Linked DNA regions of Callithrix jacchus: region 2 is linked to region 1. Evidence: chromatin contacts called from public Hi-C data. All regions are on one chromosome and are shown on one strand. Each heading gives the region's core, a stretch centred on a gene start, on an enhancer-like site or on the middle of the called end of the contact. The rest is flanking DNA. Distances are from core to core; before and after follow the strand shown.

Evidence for each region. A called contact is a pair of places that touch in the nucleus more often than the background predicts.
Region 2: a contact with region 1 is called in a Hi-C map of skeletal muscle, with 6 times the contacts expected there. The contact joins two enhancer-like sites. A contact is called at or near these places in 2 of 3 Hi-C or Micro-C datasets (both in skeletal muscle).

What each region holds. Positions count from the first base shown.
Region 1 is chr1:207,262,602-207,268,811 of calJac240_pri, reverse strand. It overlaps MYH9 (myosin heavy chain 9), which reads left to right. Exons shown (of 41, transcript XM_078339682.1): 6 at 2,583-2,675; 7 at 3,258-3,321; 8 at 4,794-4,892; 9 at 5,328-5,471. Among named protein-coding and RNA genes, the nearest start is that of MYH9, 93 kb to the left of the region's middle. Within about 2 kb of position 1,376, at least 11 of the 16 cell types and tissues checked have an H3K27ac peak or open chromatin away from gene starts, as enhancers often do. A contact at or near this core is called in skeletal muscle, where this site is marked.
Region 2 is chr1:207,419,034-207,425,319 of calJac240_pri, reverse strand. It overlaps TXN2 (thioredoxin 2), which reads left to right. Exons shown (of 5, transcript XM_078339817.1): 4 at 5,273-5,395; 5 at 5,863-6,151. The coding sequence ends at 5,386. Among named protein-coding and RNA genes, the nearest start is that of TXN2, 14 kb to the left of the region's middle. Within about 2 kb of position 2,604, at least 7 of the 16 cell types and tissues checked have an H3K27ac peak or open chromatin away from gene starts, as enhancers often do. A contact at or near this core is called in skeletal muscle, where this site is marked.

The DNA of each region.
Region 1 (6,210 bases), core at 127-2,626:
AAAACAGAGCTGTGAGGTTAGGAGTTCTCTAGCTGTGGTTTTCCATCTCTGAATTTGCAGTAAAATCCATTTCCCAACTATGGATTGAATGCCTAGTATGTGACCCGTTCTTGGGAGGCTGACATTGACTGCCCTGGAAGACAGGAGACAGGACACAGTTAGAGGGCAGTGAAATCGATCATGTGCCTTCCATCTGGGGTCCCTGCTGTAGAGGGGAAGGCAGTACTCGGCAATGACAGCGTGCTGGGGTTGGGGGTGACAGTGGGAGCCATGTTGTCAAAATGTGGACTTTGGTAGGCACCCTGTCCCTGCCCTGAGCCCACTGGAGTGAGGGAATAGGTTGCCCCTGGCTTCCAGTCACAGCTCAGGCTGTCGGCTCAAAAGGCCATTGGCCAGTTTGGTTGATTTCCTTGCCCGAAGCTGTGTTGTGATTTTCCACAGGCAGCTGGGGCACAGAACACCGTTGAACTTGGTTGGGGAGTGAGCATTCTCTCATTTGCAGTGGCTGAGTTGACCCTCTCAACACCAGCAGAGGGGTTGTTCCAGACCTCACCTTGCTGCAGGGAGGCCAGGTTTGGCCTGGGCTGCGGGTTGGCAAAGCAGAGCTTGAGCCAAGGGGCTTTCCAGGCAAGTGCCCGGAGCCTGACCTGCTGACCTTTGACTCGCCCTGCTCTGTTATTTGTGCACTAGTTGGGCGCCACCGGCAGAAACAGTGAAGCCCTTCAGAAACTGGTAGGTGACCCCAAACCTTGTGAGCATGTAGGACATACAGTAGCGTGTCATTTCATGTTACGCAGATTCCACTGAAAAATTAAAGTCACTTCTGTGCCCAGTTAGATGTCAGTAGAGAAAAGGCCATAGGCTAGTCTTCACCGTCGTCAGCAGGGAACTTGGCTCTGGAATCTGAAGTGGCTGCTCCCGACTTGGCCCCGGGGTCCCACTTTCCACGGCCACAGCATGTGGTCCCACGCAGAGGCCCCAGTTCACCTCCTAGCCAGGGCAAGTGCAGGCCCTGTAGGGGGGCTGTGCTCCCTTCTGTCTGTCTGCGGGAACGGGAGCGGCTCAGCCAGCCTGGCAGCCTGGCCCATGCTCTGAGAAGAACATTGTAGGGGGTGGGGGAGCCATTCTCATCCAAATCTGGCTCCGTGGGCTGCCTCAACCGACTTCCCAGGCCCGCCCAAGGCCTGTGGGTGGAAGCATGGTGTCCAGTTACCACTGGTGCCCAGCACACATGTAGAGCCTACTCTGAGGGTTGGACCCCTGCCCCCTGACCTGGCCCTGCTGACCCTCCTTCCTCCTGCCTTGGCAGCAGAGCAATGCCTTCACTCATCCGGATGGCTCTCAGACGGAAGGCTTCCTAGCTCCGGGTTGGTGGGTCCTGGCCTAGGTGGGCTGCCAGTGGAGGAGGCTCTGCTTTGTCCCTTGTGGTCTCAGGTGGGCTTCCAGCCTGGCTCAGCTAGAATCCAGAGTGTTCCCAGTGCCCTGCAGACAGGCTTTGTCTGTGGCAGGTGTGCTTGTGAAGCCAGAGTCCAGGACTCTCCTGGGAGCTCATGCTACTCCCGGTTTTCCTTGTCATCACTCACAGGCGACTGCCGTTCCCGGAAAACCCTGGCTTGACTCCAGTGTTTAATAAATACAAAGGCTCGCCTGGGCCTTGTGTGGTGCTCTTTCCTCAAGAAGGCACTCAGGCATTAAGGGGAACGAGCTCCCCAGTGTCCTCAGCCGGCGTTAGCTATTCCCTGGCCTGCATGAGGCTGCTGCACAGATGTGAAGACAGGGCAGTGGCTGACGGGTTAGGTCGGGTACTTGAATCCCGCCATCCTGCTCTGCTGATTGATAGCGGGATGACGTTGCCTCAGCTTCCTCTGCTGTCAAATGGGGCCACTCTGTCCAGTCCCCTGAGTATGGTGGGCTTCCAGGGGTAAGAAGGCACAAGGCTGCATTTTTGTCAACCACAAAGCACTGTTGAGTCCACAACAGGATTTATTGGCATTTTCAGTAAATAGCTTGCAGTTCATGGCTTGAGTGCTCACTGCCTGCCATGGTGGGTTTAGGGTGTGGCAGTGGAGGGGCTGGCACGGAAAGGGAAGCATTTATTAGGACACAGATGAGATGAGCATGTATATTTTCCAGATCTGATTCTTTCATTGCCTTTTCCTATAAAAAAGAATAAAATGTGAGGATTAGAGGCAAGGAGGGAAAGGGAGGCCGGTGGACACAGGGTGGAGCCACTGTCCCAGGGTGTCTATGCTACCGGCTCCCCTAGTTCATGTGCTGCTTTCATCTGGGTCCTCCAGGGCCAGGTTCCTAGAGCTGAGGGAGCTTCCTGCCTGCTGTTTCTAGGGCCACGGAAGTAAGCTGAAACTGACCAAGGTTTCCAAAGCTCAGCAGGAAGGCCGCACTTGGGTGATACTGGGGCCTGGCTTTGGCTTGAGTGGCACACTGGAGTCCACTCAGAAGCCTCTGTTCCTGGCACATTGGATGTGCTGACACGGCTCTGCCCATCGTCCCCTTCTTGGCAGGGCAGGCGCGGCAGCCCAGGTTGCTACCCGGCCTTCACTGCATCCCTGGGTTCCTTGCAGGGTGAGTTGGAGCGGCAGCTGCTGCAGGCCAATCCCATCTTGGAGGCCTTCGGGAACGCCAAGACCGTGAAGAATGACAACTCCTCCCGCTTTGTGAGTAGTGCGGCGGTGCCCCGGCTCTCGGGACAGAGGGCTCTGCCCAGAGCTTTGGCTCATGCGGCCTTCTCCTGGGTGCCCTTCCCTCAAAACCAAGGACAATTCAGAGTTAGTACTGTCTGGCCTGTTGCATGGACTAGGCCAGACCGAATGCCAGTTGGTGTGGACCTGCCCTGTCCCTCTTAAGGAAGGAGACCACAAGTAGCTTCTTCAGCCTCCCTCATGGCAGGAGGAAAGGCCAGTGAGGGTGTTGCCTATGCTGCCCGAGAGTGTCCTGCTGCCACCAGGAGCCAGTTAGTTCCCAGGTCAGGCAGAGAGGAACACTTCCAGATAACTGGCCTCTTTCCCGCTCTGCGGAGGAACTGGGGTGTGGGCTCCACTTGTCTTGGGCTCGTGGCCTCAGGCAGTGTGGTGTGTGGTGCCGGAGCCCTGAGGGCCCACACAAGGTGGCCATAGGGGCATGGGTTTTCTCCCTCCAAGCTGTGCCCACTGGAGGTGGGGCGGGGGGCTCCGGTCTCTTTCTTACTAGCTCCCCAAGGCAGGGGCACCCCTGATCTCTCATTATCCTCCTTTACGTAGGGCAAATTCATTCGAATCAACTTTGATGTCAACGGTTACATCGTTGGAGCCAACATCGAGACTTGTATCCTTGTGGTTTGTTGGGATGAGAGTTCTGGATCTGGAGGGGCGGCATGACTTCTGTAGAGAAAAAGCTGCCTCCTGATTGCAGCACTTTCCCATTCTGGGCTGGTCATGATACCTTCTCCGTGGAGTTGGGAGGACTGTCAGGGTCAGCTCAGTGCAAACCCAACACAGACCTTAGGACTTTATTCACGGGAAGGGTAACGTTCTGGTTTGATTGACATGGAGTTGTTGAAAGGTGTCTAGTGGCTCCCAGAGGGGGCCATTTAGAGGATGCTGATTTATCTCTCCCACATACCAGCATTTAACCTTCACTTGTGGGACTGTTCTTGTTTCTATTATCTGTAAGAATGAGACAAGGAGGCCGGGTGGGGTGGCTCCCGCCCGTCATCCCAGCACTTTGGGAGGCCACGGTGAGTGGAGCATCGAGGTCGGGAGATCAAGACCATCCTGGCCAACATAGTGAAACCCCATCTCTACTGAAAATACAAAACTTAGCCGGACATGATGGCACATGCCTGTAGTCCCAACTACTCAGGAGGCTGAGGCAGGAGAATCACTTGAACCTGGGAGGTGGAGGTTGTGGTGAGTCTAGATCGCGCCATTGCACTCCAGCCTGGGTGACAGAGTGAGACTCTGTCTCAAAAAAAGGCAGGGGGGGACCGGGCGTGGTGGCTCACGCCTATAATCCCAGCACTTTAGGAGGCCGAGGCGGGTGGATCACGAGGTCAAGAGATCAAGACCATCCTGGTCAACAAGGTGAAACCCCATCTCTACTAAAAATACAAAAATTAGCTGGGCATGGTGGTGCATGCCTGTAATCCCAGCTACTCGGGAGGCTGAGGCAGGAGATTTGCCTGAACCCCGGAGGCGGAGGTTGTGGTGAGCCAAGATTGTGCCATTGCACTCCAGTCTGGGTAACAAGAGCGAAACTCCGTCTCAAAAAAAAAAAAAAAAAAAAGGGGAATGAGACAAGACTCCTGAGGGGTGTGAGCTCCTCTTGGACATGCTGTGCCCCTTGAAGGTAAGAACCAAGGCAGTTTGCTTTTGCTGTATTTTGCCATTTTGTGCCATTCTTCCTTCCTGATGAAGTTCAGTTCCTTTGGATGAGAATAAGAGGACAATGGAAGACACAGTGGCTCACGCCCAGTAATCCCAGCACTTTGGGGGCTGAGGTGGGTGGGTCACTTGAGGTCAAGAGTTTGAGACCAGCCTGGCCAACATGGTGAAAGCCCATCTTTACTAAAAATACAAAAATTAGCTGGGTGTGGTGGGACACGCCTGAAATTCCCAGCTACTTGGGAGGCTGAGGCAGGAGAATTGCTTGAATCCAGGAGGTGGAAGCTGCAGTGAGCTGAGATTGCACCATTGCACTCCAGCCTGGGTGACAGAATGAGACCATCTTCAAAAAACGAGGGCAGTGGAGGGCTTGCCTTTCCCCCCATCTTGTGTTGTTCCTTAATGTTTGTGAAGATCTCCTGGAGAAATCTCGTGCCATCCGCCAAGCCAAGGAAGAACGGACTTTCCACATCTTCTATTATCTCCTGTCTGGGGCTGGAGAGCACCTGAAGAGTGAGTAGTTGGCCTGTAGCCTGAGGCTGGGGCTGCCAGGCTCTGGGTCTCCTGCCAGAATTGGGCCATAGACATCATTCGGGAAATGAAAACTTTGACCTTGGGTCTAGTGGGGAGAAGTGAGAGCAACTCCTGTTCTCTGTGCCATCCTAAGGACCTGGTCTTCTGTTTCTGACCATGCCAGAGAAGAGCTAGGGTGGCTTGCACGTGCAGCTGCAAATGATGGGGCCCTGGTGCTCTCCTGGGCCAGGAGACCTGAGTGTCAGCGTCTCAGACACAGGAAAGCCAACGTCACTGGCCACTCCACAGTTTCCAGGGCATTTCAGGGCTCAGGGTCTGTCCCAGTCTCTCCAGCCTTTGAGATCACAGCGAGGATGGAGCCTCTGCTTTCAGCGCCTCGCTGAGACGCCCTTGTCCTCCACTCCTTACTTACAGCCGATCTCCTGTTGGAGCCGTACAACAAATACCGCTTCCTGTCCAATGGGCACGTCACCATCCCCGGGCAGCAGGACAAGGACATGTTCCAGGAGACCATGGAGGCCATGAGGATTATGGGCATCCCAGAAGAGGAGCAAATGGGTACAGGGCTGGCCCTCCTGTGGGGGAGGGCGGGGCAGGGGAAGGCTGGGCATCAGGGACATCAGGGCAGCCAGTGGGCCTGGGGAGCCTGATAGAGGCCAGTGGGAGGGGAAGACCTTCAGCGTGTGGGGAAATGGTTCCTCAGAATTGAGGTTCAGGATTATTTGTTTCTGGTGGTCTCACAGGCATTTACACAAAAAGAGTGCAAAGGACATGTCCTTAACTGCCCAGGGCCTGGGTCCACTGCGTGACCTTTGCCATTTGCTGAAAGTAGCATATTTCTGTCCTGTCTCAGGGAGTGTGGAAGAAGCTGGGGATGGGTGCTTTGTGCTGGTAAAGCCCAGAACGAGTGGCAGTGAGGAACACGCCTGTGTCTTCCCTCTTCCCAGAGGGAGGGTGAAGAGGGGCTTGTGTGCTCAGCCTGCTTGAGCCTTTAGTCTTTAGAAAGATGAGGGGTGCCGGGCACAATGGCTCATGCCTGTAATCCAAGTGAGGCTGAGGTGGACAGATCATGAGGTCAGGAGATCAAGACCATTTTGGCCAACGTGGTGAAACCCAGTCTCTACTAAAATGGAGAAAATTAGCCAGGCATGGTGGCGCGTGCCTGTAGTCCCAGCTGCTCGGGAGGCTGAGGCAGGGGAATCGCTTGAACCTGGGAAGTGGACGTTGCAGTGAGCCAAGATTGTGCCACCGCACTCCAGCCTGGTGACAAGAATGAGACTCCATCTCAAAAAAAGAA
Region 2 (6,286 bases), core at 1,355-3,854, 160 kb before region 1:
GGTGCGATCTCAGCTCACTGCAACCTCCGCCTCCCAGGTTCAAGCAGTTCTCCTGCCTCAGCCTCCCAAGTAGCTGGGATTACAGGCGCTCACCACCACACCTGGCTAACTTTTGTATTTTTAGTAGAGACAGGGTTTTACCATGTTGGCCAACCTGGTCTTGAACTCCTGACCTCAGATCCACCTGCCTCGGCCTCCCAAAGTGCTGGGATTATAGGCGTGAGCCACCATGCCTGGCCTTGTTTGTTTGTTTTGAGATAGTGTCCCACAGCATTACCCACCGTGGAGTGCCATGGCACAGTCTCAGCTCATTGCAACCTCTGCCTCCTGGGTTCAAGCCATTCTCCTGCCTCAGCCTCCTGAGTAGCTGGGACTACAGGCATGTGCCACCATGACCTGCTAATTTTTGTATTTTTAGTAGAGACAGGGTTTCACCATGTTGGCCAGACTGGTCTCGAACTCCCGACCTTAGATGATCTGCCTTCCTAGTCTTCCCAAAGTGCTGAGATTACAGGCACACCCAGCATACACGAAATCATTTTGCAGTAGTTGCTCTGAGCCTCAGAATTCTCATCATTAAAATGACCCTGCCCACAGCCAGGAGTGTGTGAGATAGCATATGCAGGTGTTTATATCATTCCTGACACAAAAAAGCACGCAGTACGTGACAGTGATCTTTTCCTTTCAACCCTGCAATGAGCCAAGGAGGAGGCTGCAGTGTCCCACAGCACCTAGCACTGTGCCTTTCCCTTGGTAGGTCCTTAGCTGAGTGAACAGATGGATGCAATCGGGGTGAGACAGAAGACATGCCAGGACATCGAGCTCAGTGGCGGTGCAGGCGGGCTGTGGGTTAGTAGAAAGAGACTGCACACACATACATACTCCTGCCCTGAGGGTAGAGGGTGTTTATCCAAGGATAGGAGGTTCTGGCTGGGTCCAGTGGCTCATGCCTGTAATCCCAGCACTTTCGAGAGGCCGAGGTGAGCAGATCGCCTGAGGTCGGGGTTCAAGACCAGGCCTGACTAACATGGAGAAACCTCGTCTCTACTAAAAATAAGAATTAGCCGGGCATGGTGGTGGATACCTGTAATCCCAGCTGCTTGGGAGGCTGAGGTGGGAGAATTGCTTGAACCCAGGAGGCAGAGGTTGGAGTGAGCCAAGATTGTGTCATTGCAATCCAACCTGGGCAACAAGAGCGAAACTCCATCTCAGAAAAAAAAAAGAAAAATAGGAGGTTCCAAGTACGTCCCTGGAACAGGACAGGCAACACAACTTAGTGGCTCTTTTCCTCAGCTGCTCAGTTGGCTCAGTCACTGCCTCTTTCACACTCGAAACATTCCAGAATAATGTGCCACAGCCCTGTGCACTTCCATGTAAGGCAGTGTTTACAGGAGCTGGCCCCTCCTGATGGCCAAACACAGGAGCAGCAGAGGCTCGGCCACCTCTTCGGGAAAGAGGGAAGTCCCATTCCAGCCCAGGTTTCCTGTGAGCCCCTAGCATGGGGGGGGGGGGGGTTGTGTGTGTGTGTGCGTGCACGTGTGCATACACGTGTGTTTAAGCTCAACTTAAAAAATCCCTTGATCAGTAACGACTAGACCTCTATCCACAGCATGTCTGCTGTATACCTGATAACCAGCAAGGTCTGTGCATGTTCAGGCATGTGTGGAGGTTTACATGAGTGCGATCATTATGGCCTTCATCTGGAGTTGTTGCTGTTTGGTTTTTTTTGGTGGAGACGAGGTCTTGCTGTATTTCCCAGGCTGGTCTCAAACTCCTGACCTCGAGCAGTCCTGCCTTGGCCTCCCAAAGCGGTTGGGATTACAGGTGTGAGCCACTGTGCTTGTCCCTATCTGGAGTTCTTTTTTGTTTTTTTTGTTTTGTTTTGTTTTGTTTTGTTTTGTTTTGTTTTGTTTTGAGATGGAGTTTCGCTCTTGTTACCCAGGCTGGAGTGCAATGGCGCAATCTCGGCTCACCGCAACCTCCGCCCCCTGGGTTCAGGCAATTCTCCTGCCTCAGCCTCCTGAGTAGCTGGGATTACAGGCACGCGCCACCATGCCCAGTTAATTTTTTGTATTTTTGGTAGAGACGGGGTTTCACCATGTTGACCAGGATGGTCTCGATCTCTTGACCTAGTGATCCACCCGCCTCGGCCTCCCAAAGTGCTGGAATTACAGGCTTGAGCCACCGCGCCCGGCCTCCTATCTGGAGTTCTTAAGGAACGCAAAGTCCACTCTCCGAGCCTCTTCAGTGAGCTTAGAGTCCTGCCATGAAAAAAGTTAGGCCACTTCTTACACAGTGGCATAAAGCGTTTATTTTAATTAACAGAATAGGGCAGCAGCGTGCAGGTGGGAGCCGGTGGTTGAGCTCTGTGCTTCTGCCGGGAGCCCGCGCCAGCTGCCTTTGCAGACCACTAGAGGGCACAAAAGAATGCCGACGAAGGCCCGGGTGGCTTCAGGCACTTCCTGGAGCAAGCTCTTTCTTGGGCCTTGCCCTGCCTAGAGACAGTCTGCCACCCCCATCAGCCTAGGGACAGGACAGCCTTTGAAGGGGCCTGAGGCACTAACAATGACAAGGACTGTGTCCTCTGACCTGTATTTGTCCCCAAAGTGCCCAGGAGGAGTGGGGTGCGGGGCCTGCCACGTAAAGTTAGTAGGTGAGGGCGGGACGGTGCAGCCTGCATGCCTTTCTCACTACCATGTGCACAGGTTTTGCACACACTACTTACTGGCTTCCAAGATGGCCCGTGTCAGGGCAGCACTGGGATAAGTGAGGACCTGGTATGTTTGTATAAATCTCTGCTGTTACTTTGTAGTTAACTTGTACACAAGAAAAGTCTGTTTATCTTGTTCTTTTTATTTTTATATTATTTTATTTTATTTTGGAGTGGGGATGGAGTCTGGCTCAGTCGCCCAGGCTGGAGTGCAAAGGCGCAGTCTCGGCTCACTGCAACCTCTACCTCAAGTGATTCTCCTGCCTCGGCCTCCCAAGTAACTGGGACTACAGGCATGCGCCACCACACCCGGCTAATTTTTGTATTTTAGTAGAAACGGGGTTTCACCATGTTGGTCAGATTGGTCTTGAACTCCTGACCTCAAGTGAGCTGCCTGCCTCGGCTTCCAAAAGTGCTAGGATTACAGGCATGAACCACTGGGCCCGGCCTATCTTGTTCTGTTTAAATGGTTTTCTCAAATGCCCACAAATACCAGGCAGGGATTCCAGGCAGCAGAGACCTCACAATGCCAGTCTGGTGGACTGCAGACTCATCTGAATTCTGTGTAACCTATTCAGGCCCCTGAGGGAACTGAGTAAATTCTTCACAGACCAAGAATGTTGTTCCTGCCATCTGCCTGCATCCCGCTAATAAGCGTCAGGTCGTGTATGGCCAAACCTCTCCTCTCACGCTGTCCAGTAGAAGTCCCTGAGTTTCTGGACCCTTTCACTCAGCACGGCAGCAAGCTAACATGCTCTCATGGGGGCTCTGTTAGACTTTTCCTCGTGATCTCTGTAGCCACTGTTTTTTTGAGTACCCACTGTGTGCCAGGCACAGTGCCAGGTTCCTACCCTTATTTGCCAGGTGCTGTGCTGAGCCGAGCCTTTACTCATTATTTCATTCAGCCTTCACACCCTCTAATGGAAGTGCTATTAGTATCTCCATCTTGCATCTGAGAACACTGAGGCTTAGAGCTACTGAGGGGCGTGCCCCAGCTCACCAGGCTGATAGGAGCTGGATCAGGTTAGCCAGAACCTCAGCTCTGCTTGCTTGCTTGCTTTCTCCTTTCTTTCTTTCAGTCTGTCTCCTTCCTTCCTTCCTTCCTTCTTTTCCTTCCTTTCAAGATGGGAGTCTCTGTCACCCACGCTGGAATGCAGTGATGCAATCTCTGCTGACTCTAGTCTCCACCCCCCGGGTTCAAGCGATTCTCTCACGTCAGCCTCCCAAGTAGCTGGGATTACAGGCGCCTGCCACTGCACCTGGCTAATTTTTGTATTTTTAGTAGAGACAGGGTTTCACCATGTTGGCCAGGCTGGTCTCAAACTCCTGACTTCAAATGAAACGATCTGCCAGCCTCGGCCTCCCAAAGTGCTGGGATTACAGGCATGAGCCCCTGCGCCCAGCCTCAGCTCTGCTTTATATGCGAATCTTTCTACTTCTTGGGCTGTTTATTTGTATTGAGGCAGGGTCTTACTCTGTCACCCCGGCTGGAGTGCAATGGCACTATCACAGTACACTGCAGCCTCAGTCTCCCAGTCTCAAGTGATTCTCCTGCCCCAGCCTCCCAAGTATGGGAATACAGGCTTGTACCACTTTGCCTGGGAATTTTTGGGGAGGGGGTTTTAGTAAATACAAGGTTTCACCGGCCGGGCGCAGTGGCTCATGCCTGTAATCCCAGCACTTTGGGAGGCCAAGACGGGTGGATCACGAGGTCAAGAGATCGAGACCATCTTGGTCAACATGGTGAAACCCCGTCTCTACTAAAAATACAAAAATTAGCTGGGCATGGTGGCGCGTGCCTGTAATCCCAGCTACTCGGGAGGCTGAGGCAGGAGAATTGCCTGAACCCAGGAGGCGGAGGTTGCGGTGAGCCGAGATCACGCCACTGCACTCCAGCCTGGGTAACAAGAGCGAAACTCCGTCTCAAAAAAAAAAACAAGGTTTCACTCTATTGCCCAGGCTACTCTGGAACTCTTGAACTCAAGCAATCCTCAGTCTCCTAAAGGGCTGGGATTGGAGGTGTAAGCCACTGTGCCCAGCCTATACTTGAATCTTTTATGTCCATCCCAAACCCTAAAGGTAGACATTACCCTCCTTTTATAGTAAAGGACACTGAGGCTCGGAAAGGTGCTGTGACCTGGCCAAGGCCCACTTGCTAGTGAGTGCAAAGCCAGGACTCGAACTGTCCCTCAGCCTGTCTCCCCTGGGGCTAGGCTTTCCCTTAACTCCTCCCTGCCCCAGCCCTGGCCTGCAGCTGCATGAGTTATTTCCATCTCTTCCGTCATTCCAGCAAAACCACTGGGCCAGTGAATCAGTCTTGTGGTTGAGGGAGGAAGGGTAATGTTGGGAGCTCGCAGTGGAAGAAGTTTCTTCAGCGGGTGGCCCCTGGGCCCTGCAGTACCCCTGCACCAAGGGAAGAGCCACATTCCTCCAGGCCTGCCCGTGGCTTTGGGAAGTCAATGCCCTGGATAAGCCACCACCCTTCCCCATAAAGGCCCAGGAATGGCAGTTGAGAAGAGTTCACTTCCAATTCACTTAGACCCCCTTGTCCTCCCCACCCAGGTGTCGGCGGTACCCACTGTGCTGGCCATGAAGAATGGGGACGTGGTGGACAAGTTTGTAGGCATCAAGGATGAGGATCAGCTGGAGGCCTTCCTAAAGAAGCTGATTGGCTGACACACGGGGGCAAGTCCTGATTCCCTTGCCCATGCGCGGGACCCCAGTAGAACTCAGCCCTTCCGTGCCGGCCCTTGCTGTCACCTCCCTCCTGTCTGGCCCCTGGGGCCCGTGCTTAGAGCCCAGGCTCCGGCCACGAGTGCTTCCGAGCTGGCGGACCGCCCAGGGCTGCCAGAGGATGGTGCTGCTGCTGATCCGGGGACCGACCGCTGTCTTCCCTCCCACACAGCTTTCATCCCCTCCCTCTAGGGCCTGTGGCAGTTCTCCCAGGATGCGTGGAGAGAACCCTGGCCAGCCCACAGCGCTCCTGGTCAGGCAGCCACACCTTGGTCCTCATCTCTGGTCCCTTCTGATCTGAAGCCTCGTGCCTGGTGCATCTGCCACCTGCATTTCTCTTTCCTGTTGTTGTTTTGTAAAAAGAAAAAGGAAGCCCCAACTAGCGAGAGTAATAGATGATTCTCTCATGTTTTTTGTAGGTCTGTAATAAAACACTTAGTCATCCCTTCCACCTCTGTGAAGAGCAGACCCTGGGTCCCACACTGAAATCCCCTGCAGTTGCCCATCCGCACCCCCAGGAAGCCCCCCTTCCACCTAGCCTCCCAGGCAGAGGGGCAGAAAATCAGTGATGGGCTGGGGAATCCAGCAGAGCCTTGACCCTGAAAGGCTTGAGGCACCTCCTTCACTTGTTCACTGCCTATTGGTTCTCTGAGCAGGGGGCTTAACTGTGAACAAATCAGACCAATAAAGCAAGGGTCTGCAGTGTCGCATCTGTGTGGGCTCAGAACACTTGTGACCCTTTCCCTGGGGGCATGTCCACTGTCCCTGCGTCCTCCCCTACCTCCACGACCCTCTGCAACCAGCCCCTCCTGTTCACTGACACTTGTCAGCAGTGGCTGCTAT